2 separate regions of the Mus musculus genome follow, and region 1 is linked to region 2. Evidence: chromatin contacts called from public HiChIP or PLAC-seq data. All regions are on one chromosome and are shown on one strand. The core of a region is the stretch at or near the end of the contact, and the rest is flanking DNA. Distances in the headings are between cores, read along the strand shown. Region 1 overlaps Chuk (conserved helix-loop-helix ubiquitous kinase). Region 2 holds the start of Cwf19l1 (CWF19-like 1, cell cycle control (S. pombe)).

The links. HiChIP or PLAC-seq counts read pairs in DNA pulled down with a chosen protein or histone mark.
Region 1: an H3K27ac HiChIP or PLAC-seq map of extraembryonic endoderm stem cells shows a contact between it and region 2. The contact joins the enhancer-like site here to the promoter of Cwf19l1 in region 2. A contact is called at or near these places in 3 of 39 promoter capture datasets (HPC-7-derived erythroid cells, embryonic stem cells and liver), 1 of 15 datasets of contacts at CTCF or cohesin (the NIH/3T3 cell line), 8 of 484 Hi-C or Micro-C datasets (the 63-12 cell line, the AML12 cell line, cardiomyocytes and 5 more), 4 of 115 datasets of contacts at active chromatin or transcription factors (the SCID.adh cell line, embryonic fibroblasts, embryonic stem cells and 1 more) and 3 of 9 other capture datasets (adipose tissue, liver and pancreatic islet).

The regions. Positions count from the first base shown.
Region 1 is chr19:44,080,616-44,087,804 of GRCm38.p6, forward strand. Chuk (conserved helix-loop-helix ubiquitous kinase) reads right to left here. Exons shown (of 21, transcript NM_007700.2): 13 at 6,293-6,444; 14 at 3,802-3,863; 15 at 1,971-2,080; 16 at 1,331-1,380. Among named protein-coding and RNA genes, the nearest start is that of Erlin1, 14 kb to the left of the region's middle. Within about 2 kb of position 5,561, at least 12 of the 459 cell types and tissues checked have an H3K27ac peak or open chromatin away from gene starts, as enhancers often do. A contact at or near this core is called in extraembryonic endoderm stem cells, where this site is marked.
Region 2 is chr19:44,133,899-44,140,315 of GRCm38.p6, forward strand. It overlaps Cwf19l1 (CWF19-like 1, cell cycle control (S. pombe)), which reads right to left and starts at 1,978. Exons shown (of 14, transcript NM_001081077.1): 1 at 1,868-1,978. The coding sequence starts at 1,890. Bloc1s2 (biogenesis of lysosomal organelles complex-1, subunit 2) reads right to left here. Exons shown (of 5, transcript NM_028607.1): 5 at 5,348-5,815. The coding sequence ends at 5,784.

The sequences.
Region 1 (7,189 bases), core at 4,311-6,810, 50 kb before region 2:
TAAAACTTGAAAATTTTATATAAGTAATATAAAACTTTTAAAATAAAAAGTATATTCCAAGCTGGACAGTAGTGGTGCATGCCTTTAATCCCAGCACTTGGGAGGCAGAGGCAGGAGGATTTCTGAGTTTGAGGCCAGCTTGGTCTACAGAGTGAGTTCCAGGACAGCCAGAGCTACACAGAGAAACCCTGTCTCGAAAAATAAAAAATAAAAAATAAAAAAATATATTCCAGAGCACAGATATCCCTTATTACTTATGTAATCCTTCAAAATAAATACATTTAATTAAAATAAAGGTATATCACCTTATTGTTTTCAAAGCATTTTCATAAACATGTTCTCAAAAAATACACTGCCAAAGTGTAATGAGTTAGAAGGCTAGGTTCTTACTTGTTTTGCACAACAGGGGACTAGAAATATGGAGATGTACTGGAGATTAGTCAGTAAAATACCCAATTTAGAATTCAAGGCTTCTGCTTTCCAACCTACATTCCTCCTAACAACCGTGCTCTGTATTTGGCAGTGTGCAGTATGAATTGTTCCCTAAGGACATGAGCAGTGACCAGTGCTGGTGAAGGCAAGGCTTTTCAGGACAAACTGCTTCTGGATAGACTATGGCTTCTCTTCCCATCCCACCCAGAACCCACTATGTTGAATTCTTTCCAAGCTCTCTAGGTTATTTTTCCCCAACCGTTACACCCTTTTATTGCTGTGTGTGTGTGTGTGTGTGTGTGTGTGTGTGTGTGTTGGGGGTGAGGAGGGTGGGGGTGCTGGTGCTATTTCTTCCCTTTTGTTGGGGAGAGAGTATGCAGAGGCTCAAGGTCACCGTCACGATCATCCTTGACAGATCTCACCTCACTTGTTGATAGGGTATCTCTCTGAATCTTAAGCTTGCTGTTTCAGCTAGACTGGCTGGCCACTGAGTGCCAGGAACCCATCTGTCCTTGCTCTCCCAGTACTGCTGGGACCACAGGGGTGTGCTGCCATGCATGTGTTTATGTGAGTGCTGGGAATCTAGACTTGGGTTTATCAGAGCAAGCACTTTACTCATTGATCCAACGCTAAATTCCCTTTTTTTTCTTTTTCTTTTTTTCTTCTCTACTTTCTTTTCACTTCACTTTTAAAACTTTTCTACTTCAATATCCTTATTACTTTCCTCTTCTAATCTTTTAAGTTTTTATAAATTTAAAGCTATTATGCCACAAATGTTGCAAAAAGAATACCAAAACAGGATCATACTATGAAGTTAAAAAACATTAAAATTTACCCACTTTGTTCAGTTAGGGTGTTTCCTAAACCACCTTTCAATACTGTGACTGAAGTGTCTTACCAGGAGGTCTGTGCTTTAGCTGCTTATAGAGATCAATGGCACGCTGCTCCCTACAAAAAAGAAAAACAAACACCTTTCTGTATGTGCAAGTAACTTAATGATTAATAATACACAACTTGAATAAAAAATCATGGCTTGTGATCAGAGAGAAAAATCTGAAGTTTCTAGTTAGATGTTTAGGAAATTAGCCTCAACAGAGGAGTTAGGAGATTATCCCTTAGACCAAAAGGGAAGAAAATGGGGAATCATTTGTAATTTAAATATACATTAAACACACACGCAGAGGAGATAACAATCCAGAGAGTTATTTCCCAAACTCCCTATGACTAAGAAAGAGCTTCCTTTTAAGATATTCTAAGGGCTGGAGACACGGCTCAGAAGGTAAAGGTGCTTGAACCTGAGTTCAATTCCTGGGCCCACCATGGTAGGAGGGGAGAACTATCACCCCACCTTCTGTCCTTTGATCTCTACATGTACAATGTGATGTGTTCCATGTCACCTCTTCCCAACAAAATAATTGAATGTTTTTAAGAAAATCATATCATAGGAATATATTAGAGGTAAGAAAAACCCAGATATACGTAGGAAGGACAAACAAAGTATTCTAAAATCAAGACCAATAGCACAGACACATTCTTACAGAGACTCCATCAAGTCTCCCTGGCGTCGTCCATAGGGGCTCTTCTGCAGCTCCATGATTTCAGTGTGCAAAGACATAATTTGATCCTCAAGATAACCAATGACACCAACCTAAAATATGACACAAACCAAGACAATGACAGGCTCACTACCACATAGAACAAGGTAGAACATAAGCTGTTGTAGCAGTAGAACTGAATATTTTACTACAACAAGGTAATTGTGTTAAAGCTAATTGTCTGTTTATTTAATGAGACAGCTGTATTATATAGGCTAGACTAGTCTTGAACCTGTAATTCTCCTGTCTTGCTTTCCTGAGTGCTGGGATTACAGTGTAAAGCACACTAGACTGGTTAAAGCTATTTAAATAATAATCAACTAAAAATTTGAGAAATTTATAGGTATATATAATGTATTTTGATATTTACTCCCACTATTCCCCCTAACTCCTCACAGATCTACCCCTCTAGCCCCTCCCAACTTCATGTCTTTTTTTTTTTTAAATAATCCACAGGGTCCAATATGCGATGATCATATATACACTAAAGAATGTGAGGCCATGCAGTGGTAGTGCACACCTTTAATCCCAGCACTCGGGAGGCAGAGGCAGGCGGATTTCTGAGTTTGAGGCCAGCCTGGTCTACAGAGTGAGTTCTAGGACAGCCAGGGCTACACAGAGAAACCCTGTCTTGAAAAACCGAAAAAAAAAAAAAAAAAGAATGTGAGGCCACACAACAGGACATAGTCAAACTACTAGGGACCACATCCTTAAAGAAAACTGACTCTCCTTCCCATAACTGCTAATTGCTCCTCAGCCATGGTGGGGGTTTATCACGCTTTTGACAGTCTTTCATATAAAAATGCCTTATGCTAGGTGCAACGGTGACACCCTTAATCCCAGCTCTCAGGAGGCAGAGGCAAATGTATCTATCTCTGTGAGTCAAAGGTAGTTTGGTCTACATAGTGAATTACAGACCAGCTAGGGCTATTCAGTGAGACCTTGTCTCAAAACAAACCAACAAAGAAACAAAGAAACACACTCCTATTTCTCCCTTCTAACCATAGTCACCTACTACTAGCATTTGCTTTGGCCTCTGGAGAAGCAAAATCAACAGAAGTGCCATTCACAAGACAAACTAAGTGGCCACTGAAACCACTGCCATTTTGTGTGATATCAGCTCCACAATACCAATTGGCCTACTCACATCCTCAGTGTAAGTATGAACTGGCACCATGGGCAGCAACAGCACAAGGCCATGAACACCCAGGAGAAGAAAGGAACATGCCATCTATCTGTACCTCCCTTAGGAGCGATACGTTCTCTAAACCTTTATAGTTTTGAGAATGAAGCAGAGTACTATTGATAATTATGAGAAGACAGCAGGTATAAATAGAACTGTCCCATTTAAACTAGATGTGAAGCCATCTTATTTAAACCAGTAAGAAAAATTACTAATGATACATCTCATTACTGATTTCCATTTAATATTCACAAGCCTATTAGAAAAGACTGCGCCCCTAATATATATATGCACACACATACATACACACACACATACATATACACACACATATATGGAGATACACACACACACACACACACACACACACACACACACACACACACACAAAATAAAAGAAACTGGAGTTTAATGCTACCAATGCCTTTGGTTTTATAGCCCATGATAACCTTCCACACTCTTTTCAAAGCAAATACAAGATATTTTTCTAAATTTCAGGAATGAAAAGATAAATACTTTTTATATGTCAAAAATAAAAGATAATTTCTAATTGGAGACATTAAATACACAGAATGAGTTCAATGATTTTACCTCAGAATAGTGAATGGCCTTTTCTTCCATTTCTTTCCATGCTTTTAACATTTTTTCTGAAGCTAAAAGAAGAAAAAAGGTATCTTTAGATATTAGCCTGGCTGTGTCTATCAACATCAAAGAAACATAATGGGTTGAAAGTGTCTTACCCAAATAGGCATCCTATACTCCTAAGCCCCAATACCTTAGAAGGTTACCTCACCGGAAATAGTCAACTTATAAAGTTAATCACCTATGTATGTACGCATACTGGACTAAGCTAGGCCTTCCCACAGTGTGACTCTTTTCCAGAGTCCTTAAGAGAACAGTCTTGGGGAGGCGGGGTACACAGAAACACAAAGGAGAATGGTGATGACAAGTCAAGCGGGAAGCCGAAGGAAGGACAGTCAGCATGGCTGGTCGTCCGGAGAGCTAGCAAATCATCTGTTTTTGCAAATTTCCAGAATCAAGGCATAGCTAGCACCTTGATTTTTAGATTTTAGCCATGAAATTCTGAGCTTTTACATCTATACTGTTTTAAGCCACAGAGCTGTTATGGAAGTTACAGGAGAATAATATATATTTTTCCCCTCCAAAAAACTTATCTTAAAGTAATACATAAACAGGTTTCAGAAAGCTAATTGTTGGCTAGGAATGTTGCTTGGTAGTAGAGGAGTTGCCTAGTGTACACAAGGCTTTGAGTTTGGCTGCACGTGTTTTCATGCCAGATTGGGATGCAGAAGCAGACAGGTCTCTGGGAGATCAAGGCCAGCCTGGTCTATGTAGTCAATTCCAGGCCACCCAAAACAACATAAATAAAGATCTTGTATCAAAAACAACACAAGGGACTAGGTTCAATTCCCAGTACTGTAAAATACATAAAAAGTATAAAAAGAAAGGCCTGTCCCTTTACTCAAGTGTTCTCACTAAAGTGACTGTTACAAGATACAGTCTCTATTCTCTCACAAGACAACCTAATCTATGCATGCTTTCCTCACAATTGAATTATCACTGTGGTGGTTTCCTGAGAATGGCCCCCACAGGCTCATATACTTGAATATTTGGTTCCCGGGTGGTAAACTGTTTAGAAATAATTAGGAGGTTCGGCCTTGTTGGAAAATTTGTCAGTGGAAGTGGGCTTTGAGTTTCAGAAACCCATGCTAGGCCCAGTCTGCTCTCTCTGCCTCCTGCCTGTGGATCAGATGTAAGCACTCAGCTTACAGCTGGAGCCATGCCTGCCTGCCTGCCAGTCACCATGCTGGTCAAGGGCTCACCCTGTGTAAACAACCCCCGACTAAATGCTTTCTTTTATAAGTTCCTTGTTCACTACAAGAGAAAAGTAACAAGAGAGTCACTGTCAAATATTCTACTGATATGTTAGTGTCAGCACAACTAGATCTATTTCACTATGTTAACTAGTACTTCACTAGTCGTACAGTATGCCTATGACAAGTCAAAGATGCTTAATGAAATAATTATGTTTTGTCATTCACAAGAATGCCTATAATATGCAAACAAAGAAATAGCACTGGAAGATAAACATATTCACTAACTAGACACTTCTGATCACTAACTGGACACTAACTGGACATTCTGAGATATCCATAACTTTGTCAAATACAAATATAAACAGAACCTACTTCCTTAAAAAAGAGATGTTTCATGAAATCAGAAAACTCAGTTTATTTGAATTTTAACTCTTTATAAATCCGTAACACATCTGAGGGAAGCTAAGGTTGTACTGTGTGGAGGAAACAGCAGCCTGAACCCCACAGCAGATGGTCAGAAAAAACCAGGACCTTGGAAATCGTATGTATGTATGTATGTATGTATGTATGTATGTATGTATGTATGTATATTTTAAACAGAAAACCAGATTAATTTAAGATTCCCCTGGCTGTGTTAGTCCATTTGGGCTGCTACACTGCTAGAACAAAACTAGAAAACAAAGGCAAATGTACTCTAGGTGGCAAATATCCATGGAAATTCATTTCTGAGTGTTGGAAAGTAAGAAGATTTGGCTCCTAGATGGCTGCCTTTTGTGTCCTCTCCTGGCAGGAAGGGCGCAGGAATCTCAGTCTTTTGTTAAAGGAAACAATTCATCCATGAAGGTCCCTTTGTGACTTAATCATTTCCCAGAGTTCCTACCATTATCTCAAGGCTCTTGGTTTCAGTACCCGATTGGGGGAAGCACACATTGCAGTACAGTGTCTGCTAAGAAGTCATCCCAGTACAGACTCGGTGTGCCTTCCTAAAATAAGACTTAAATTTCATAGTCTTAAGTCTCTTATTCATCTTCTCTAGAGTTAAGTCATTCTATTACAATTATGAAATAAGTTGCTCAATTAAGGAATGAAATGAGCTAACCCTCAAAACAAAAACAGTTTGATGACTTAAGTTATCCTGTGTGTTGTTCTGTTGTGAAGTTAAATAACTGGCTATGTGTCAACAAAGAGCAGATGGTTTTGAGAGACTGGACATCCTTACAAATACGTTACAGCCCGACACTTACATATCCCATAAGTCATCTGCTCACTATATCTCTCCAAGTCAAGCTGAATGCTTTTTCGAAAAAACTCCAATTTAGCTTTGAGTTGCTGTGATGCTGAGATCAAAGTATTCTTCATTTTTGTCAAGTTAGCATTATATCTAAGAAGACTTAACCTAAGCCATAGCAAAACAAAACAAAATTATCAACATTCAGAAACATTGAATAACAATTTGCAAACACACAGTATCCAAACTCCAGAACCTAAATTTCTATTATCAATTCAGAGAACTAGCTGGCCTATTTCCTGCCTGTGGAGTCTGTGATTAAACAACCTTCTTTAACTAAGATCACTCAGCAACTACTACTTCCAAGTCATTACAGCTGAGTGATTTTACACTATTAATACGAAATCTAAGTCTGGCCGGGAATGGTGGTGCACGCCTTTAATCCCAGCACTTGGGAGGCAGAGGGAGGCAAATTTCTGAGTTCGAGGCCAGCCTGGTCTACAGAGTGAGTTCCAGGACAGCCAGGGATACACAGAAAAACCCTGTCTCGAAAAAACAAAAAAAAAACAAACAAAAAAAAAAAAAAAAAAGAAAGAAAGAAATCTAAGTCTGGTTAGGATTATTATCAGGGTGACAGCTCAGTGGGTAGAGTGCTTGCCTTGCACGCATGATTATCTCAGCTTAGTACATGACAGAGTGTGCTTGTACCCCCAGTACTAAGAGGCTTGGGAGGGACACAGATCCTACGAGCTCACTGGCTAGTCAGTCTAACTCAGTGAGCTCCAGGTTTAGTAATAGATCCTGCCTCAAAACTTAGGTGAGAAAACACTAAGGAAAGATACCCAACATCAACCTCTGGCTTCCACATGCACACCCATTCACATGTACATAAACACATGGTTTTTTAAAAAAA
Region 2 (6,417 bases), core at 728-3,227:
CTCTCCACCACGTGTGTCATCAGGGACTGTACTCAGGACACCAGGCATGGCAGGAAGTGCCACTACTCACTGGGCCATTTCACCAGCCCTTACTTACTTTTGTAACATCTTTTAACTCAAAATACTATAGACTCTATTGTCGTATATCTCTCTGTTCTTATTGTTCCTATCATTGAACAGTCTCAAGCAGCATAAGGATATGATTGTACATGTTTCATCAATACGTCTAATAACAGAAAAGGACGGTCTGGAGGAACAGTTAAACTACAATCAAAGTGCTAACCAAGGAAATGGCCAATGGAAACAGGGACGAGAAAAGCAGATGAGAAACTTAAAGTCTGAAGACAAGCTAAGTGGGGAAGCGGGATGGGAAATGAGGGAGAGGCAGGAACGGAGGGAAACAAATCTGAACAACTTAGAGGGAATGGCTGAGGCGGAGAAACCTACTTGATGTGGTTTGGAGGCAAGGTAGACTATATGGACCCCATAGTGCTTTCTCTGCTTCAGTTTAATGTTCCTTCCTAAAAACATTACACAGTGCCTCGTTTCCTGTAGAAAGAGTTTTCCTCCGGTTCTGGCCTGTCTTCCCAGTACTTTCTCTAAGTTTTCCTAACTAAACTCTCCCAAACTGCAGATTGATCACTCTGCCTCTGCTAGGCTCTAGGGAATTCTCTTTCCTAAGAGCCCCATTGTGCTCAACCTCAAGGCTTTTCCATCCATCAAGGCTGAGTCTCTGTAGCCTCCTGGTGGGCTGAGAAAGCCACTTTCTCAAAATCTCAGAAATCCATATACCATTTCAGAACAAATTCTGTCCTAACTATCATGCAGTATAATTTATTCTTTGAGAGCCTCTAACATCTTTTTGTTCCCTGTTGATTATCAATTCCTGACAGGTACAATCCATATTCACTCTCTGATCTGGGCCCCTTTTCAGCATTTTCTGATCCCAATGACTGAAGACAGAAATCTATGACCTTACAGTGGAGGTTTCTCACCATCAAAACATCACCAGGCCCTGTGAGTCCACCTGCTTAACAGACTATCCATTCCTGAACTTTCTCTCTGACATTGCTTTACCTAATGCTTGTTGCCTTCTACTTCGGCTCTTATTTGTTTCCCAACTTTCAAGCAGGATCACTTTCCATAACAAAAACTAGGTCACACTAAGGAGTTTTTAAACGTTTCAATGTCTTCTCTGAGTTAAATACAATAATATTTGCCAGAGTTAAATCCTCACTTTCAAAAAAAAAAAAAAATCCTCACTTTCTCATGAAAGCCTTAATTCCTTATACTAAGCCAAATATCGTTATTATATACCCTCCAGAACCATCAACCCTTTCTCTACATTTTCCGCATTCGTTAACACGTGTTATTCTAGTCTAGACTATCAGCTATCAAGGCGGGAACTGGTTTGTGCGACGCTTGTCCGCTGCTCAATACAATAGTCTTTCTAAATTAAGTCATGTCTTCGCTAACCGACCGCGCAAACAAAAGTACGCGAGGACAGGACAATGCTCATCTTGTCTGACAAAACCCATGCGTGCACCCCATGCCTGCAAGTATTTGGCTAATCAATACGTGCGACGCCGGGAGAAACGACAAGGAGATGGTGTGTCCCAGGCAGACTAGGCCTAAGGAAAAAGAAGTCCGGCTCATCAAGTTTTTAGTTCTGCCAGAGAGACTCTGAAGACACCAGGGCGAAATGAACTGGGAGGCGAGAACAGGAAGCCTCCACTCCGGCTCCCAGCAGCCCTGCGACCTCCCCTCCGTCTTCCCCTTCCGGTGTGGAGAAAGACCCCCCCACTCCTCCGCCCGCCTCTCTCCCTTTCTCCTATGTGCCTGAGTCTACCGATGCAAGGTCACTCACAGACGCAGTGGCTTCTGAGCCATCGGGAATGACAACCAGGGCTGGGACGGCCACCAAAGGCTAGAAACACGAACGCGCGCTCAAGGTTGGAACGCCGGGGCGCAGAAATATGACGTCACACCACTCAGCCAATAGAAATCACCTAGCTATGGGGCGTGTAGAGGGGTAAAAATCTCTCCGCGTTTATTTATTTATTTATTTATTTATTTATTTATTTATTTATTTATTTATATTTATTTATTTAAGGAAAGGTAACTGGAGTGAAAAGGATGGAGGAATTAAAATAGAAAAAAAATGTGTCTTATTTTGTTTGTTTTAGAAACATTTGGAATTATTGAACTGTGCGCCTGCGAGTTTGTATGGATCCCATGACTGCTAGCGCTCTTAAGATCTTTCCAACCCTGGCTGGGTTTTTTGTTTTTGTTTTAGTTTGTATTTGGGGGGAGGGGGACATGCTTGTGTGCATGCAGGTTCCTGTGGAAAGAATAGGAATCTTCTTCTATTGCTCCCAATCTTATTGAGTGAGATAGGGTATCATTTTAACCCAGAGTTCGTTGGATTAGACTAGTCTAGGAAGCCATATTGCCCAAAAGATCCCCTAATTCTGCTTCCTGAACGCTGGGATTCCCCGTGGGACCTGAAACTTACCTGTCTAGACTTACATGGGTACTAGGGATGCGAATTCCAGTCTTCATGATTTGTTATATGGGTGACTGAGACATCTCCCTAGCCCCTAAATTTTTTTTAACACATTGAAAGAATAGCTTCTATTCAGTGTATCGGCATGTCGCTACATTTTCTCTCTTGCTCACTTCTCCCCCAGTACCCAAACCCTGTCCTTCTCACTGAGTTATCTGAAAGCGAAGTGCAGACCTCAGTGTGCACCTCTCAAATACATAAAAATACCCTCCCTTAAGTTACCTTAATATTAGCACACTGAAAAAGAATTAAATTAATTCAGTAACAAGACCTAATGTACACAATGTTTAGTTCTCTGTAATTGATTGTATACATGGGGACTATTTTCATTCAGGGATTAAACAAATTTCACATTTTCATCGGGTCCTATCTCTAGTCTCTTTTTGCTTTGCTTTTGGTAAGTCGGTTTTTCTGAAGGGGCCAAGCCAACCAGCAACAGCCTGCTAAGGACCTGGAAAGGACTGTCCTGACAAGGAAAGAAACCCAAGTTACCAGAATCAAGTTGTTAAGAAAGAATCTCAAATCTCTAATTTTCTCACAATTTCTGCAGTGCTTTTGAGGGGGTTATTAAATCCTTTGCCTCATACATATTAATACCCCTGCTTTGTTGGTAACTTAAACCTTTTTCTTACTTTTTGGATGATACACTCCAGGAGTGGCTTTCAAGACTGAATCTTGAAGACAGATTTGCTAATATGAACAGCTATATGATTTCAGAGATGAGAAAACAACAGTAAAATATGAAAATGTGTCTGTGAAATTTGCCTGTATTATTGTTGCAACTTTCCTATAGGATCAAATCAATTCTAAAAATAAAAATGTATCCATAGAGATGGCTTACTACACTGTAAGTGTAGGAATAACAAGATTATATATATATATATATATATATATATATATACACATACACACATATGTGTGTATATATATATGTATATGTGTATATATGTATGTGTGTATATATATGTGTCTGTGTGTATATGTATGTGTGTGTATGTGTGTGTGTATATATATATATGTATATATATATCAGCCTCTTTTTTAAAAGATTTATTTATTTCATGTGTGTACACTGTTGCTGTCTTCAGACTCACCAGAAAAGGGTGTCGGATCCCATTACAGATGGTTGTGAGCTACCATATGGTTGCTGGGAATTCAACTCAGGACCTCTGGAAGAGCAGTCAGTGCTCTAACCGCTGAACCATCTCACCAGCCTAAGATACACATATCTTTAAGTAGGACCCTTGTATACATTTAAGAATTTTAGTTTTGGGGGCTGGAGAGATGTATCCTCCATGGTTAAGAGCACTTTGCTCTTCCAAAGGATCTGGGTTTCATTCCTAGGACCCACATGGTGGTTCAGTAATTCTAGTTCCAGGGATGCCACATCCTCTTCTGACCTCCATAGACACCAGGCACACACACAATGCACACATATACATGCAGACAAAGCATGCACATATATCATATTTAAATGAAAGGCCCGTTACAGACCGGAGAAGTAAGGATAAATGATTACAGTCTATAACAGCCAGAAGAGGCAGAAGGAGAAGAAGCAACCTCTTGGTATCCTACTTAGTCACTGTTCTAATGCTTGGAAGAGACACCATCACTGAGGCAACTCTCATAAAGAAGGCCTTGAACTTGGGGCTACTTTCAGAGGTTCAGTCCATTATCATCATGGCAGGAAGCATGGCAGCCTGTAGGCAGACATGGTGCTGGTGTAGATGAGAACTACTTCCTGATCCATTGGGAATCACTGGGCTTGGCATGGACTTTTGAAAGCTTAAAACCACCTCCAACTGACACACTTTCTCCATGGCCACACCCTCTAACCCTTCTAATCCTTTCAAATAGTGCTACTCTCTCTGAGGGCTCAAATCGATGAGGCTATATGGGCCATTCTTAATCAAACTACCATACTTGGGAATGGCATGCAGAACATTAGGCACCTTGCTAGGTGACAGCATGCTGCTGTAGATAAGGTTAGGATGCCTCCCAATCCAACCAACTTTGTATTAACCCGTCATCCATCTGATGTCTTTAGTTCTCCGAAATTCCTCTCACCCCATACATACAATAGGAAATATGTCACAAAATGCTTTATGTATGACTGTTGCTCCCTGCCTTCCCACCTAACACACAGGCACACATACACATTGTGTTTGCCACATTTCCAGAACAGATGTAAACATGTCATCTCACCCCCACACATCTGCCTCAAGTAGAAAGAAAGAAGAAACTGAGCCTGGTGGCCCAGGTCAATGAGCTCAGCTTTCGAGGAGGCTGAAGCAGGAAGGTTGCCAATTTGAAGCCTACTGAAGTCCTTAGAGCAGTGCTCCTCAGCCTTCCTGACATTGAGACCTTTAACACAGTTAGCTCCTCAGGTAGTGACCCCCAACCATAGTTATTACATTACTACTTTATAACTGTAATTTTGCTGCTGTTATGAATCATAATCTGTTATACAGGAGGATATTGATCGACAGGTTGAGGGCCACTGCCTTGAAGCCCTAGGTTCAGAATAAAAAGTGAAAGGGCTAGGGAAAGAGTTCCCTGGTGGAGCGCTTGTCCTGCACATTCAAGGCCGAGGTTCAGTCCCTGATTGGAGGAAGGCTCGGGTTACGAAATTATTGAAATACTCCTTTCACTCCTTCTGCTCAGCCTTTAAGCCTTGGCTTAGAATTGTTTCATGACTTTCTGTTATTGGCAGTTATGGAAAGGCAAATTATCACCACACAGATAGTAATAAGTTGCAAAACAAAAACCAAAAAACCCACATTTGTTTTGTTTTCCTTTTTAATTTAGAATCTTGTTAACAATTCACTATATCATCAGTAGAAAACAAAACAAACAAAACAAAGCAGCCATTTTAGAAGATGACGTGCTAAATGCCCAATACCAGGGAAAACAGGTCCCCTCACTGGACTCTACTGGCAAACCCAGGTATGCCCTGAACTCTACAGTCTCCATCTTAGATGGATGATGAAGCATTCAAGTAAACGGTGAGGAGTCCCAGGTGTGAGTTTCTGAGAGGTACCACCTCAGAGGAGACTCCGGAGCAGCCACGGCCCTCCAGTTCATCCAGTATTGCGTGGCCTTGGGCTTAACCAGCCATTTTCTTCTGAGGAGCTCTGATGATGTGTCAGCCTCAGGACTTAGTGGTTATAAAACATCTTCCATATTAACAAACACTTGAGCCACATGAACACGATTCTCATCGCTTCTCCAACTTCTTGTACTTGGCTTCTATTTGGGGAAGAACAGGAATTGTATCTTTTAACCCCAGTGCTCAAAAAGATACCTTTTAGTTAGATTTTTCAAGCAAGTTCAAATATGCCCATTATATTCTTAAGGCAGCAACTTCAGTCTCGTCATCTGCACAAATAAGGAGATCACGGGTCCGCACAACTTCAAGGAGTCAAACACAAACACTGACTGTGAGCCCAGACCACACACACTAAATGCTAACTGTATCAATAACACACGCTCAGATAGCTCAGACAGAATGAACCAGGACCCACTGGCACTGGCCCTACTGGCAGCCTTACTACACTTTAGAAACTAACCTTCCAGGAACGATCCCAGGTAGCCTCTGGAGCCAGCCCAGAGCAACTCTCTACTTCCTACCCCTACCCGGCATCCATGCAGCCTACACAGCTCTCACAAACCCCAGGCTGGCTTCGAACTCACGATGCAGCCACAGACGACCTTGGCCTTCTAACTGTCCTTCCTCCACATCCTCAGCGCTGGAATTACAGACATGTATGTCCATTCCCTGTTTGTCCAGCACTGGATAGGTACCCAGGACTGGGCATCTTTAGTGTCCTGGTGATGAGGACTTGGGTGTT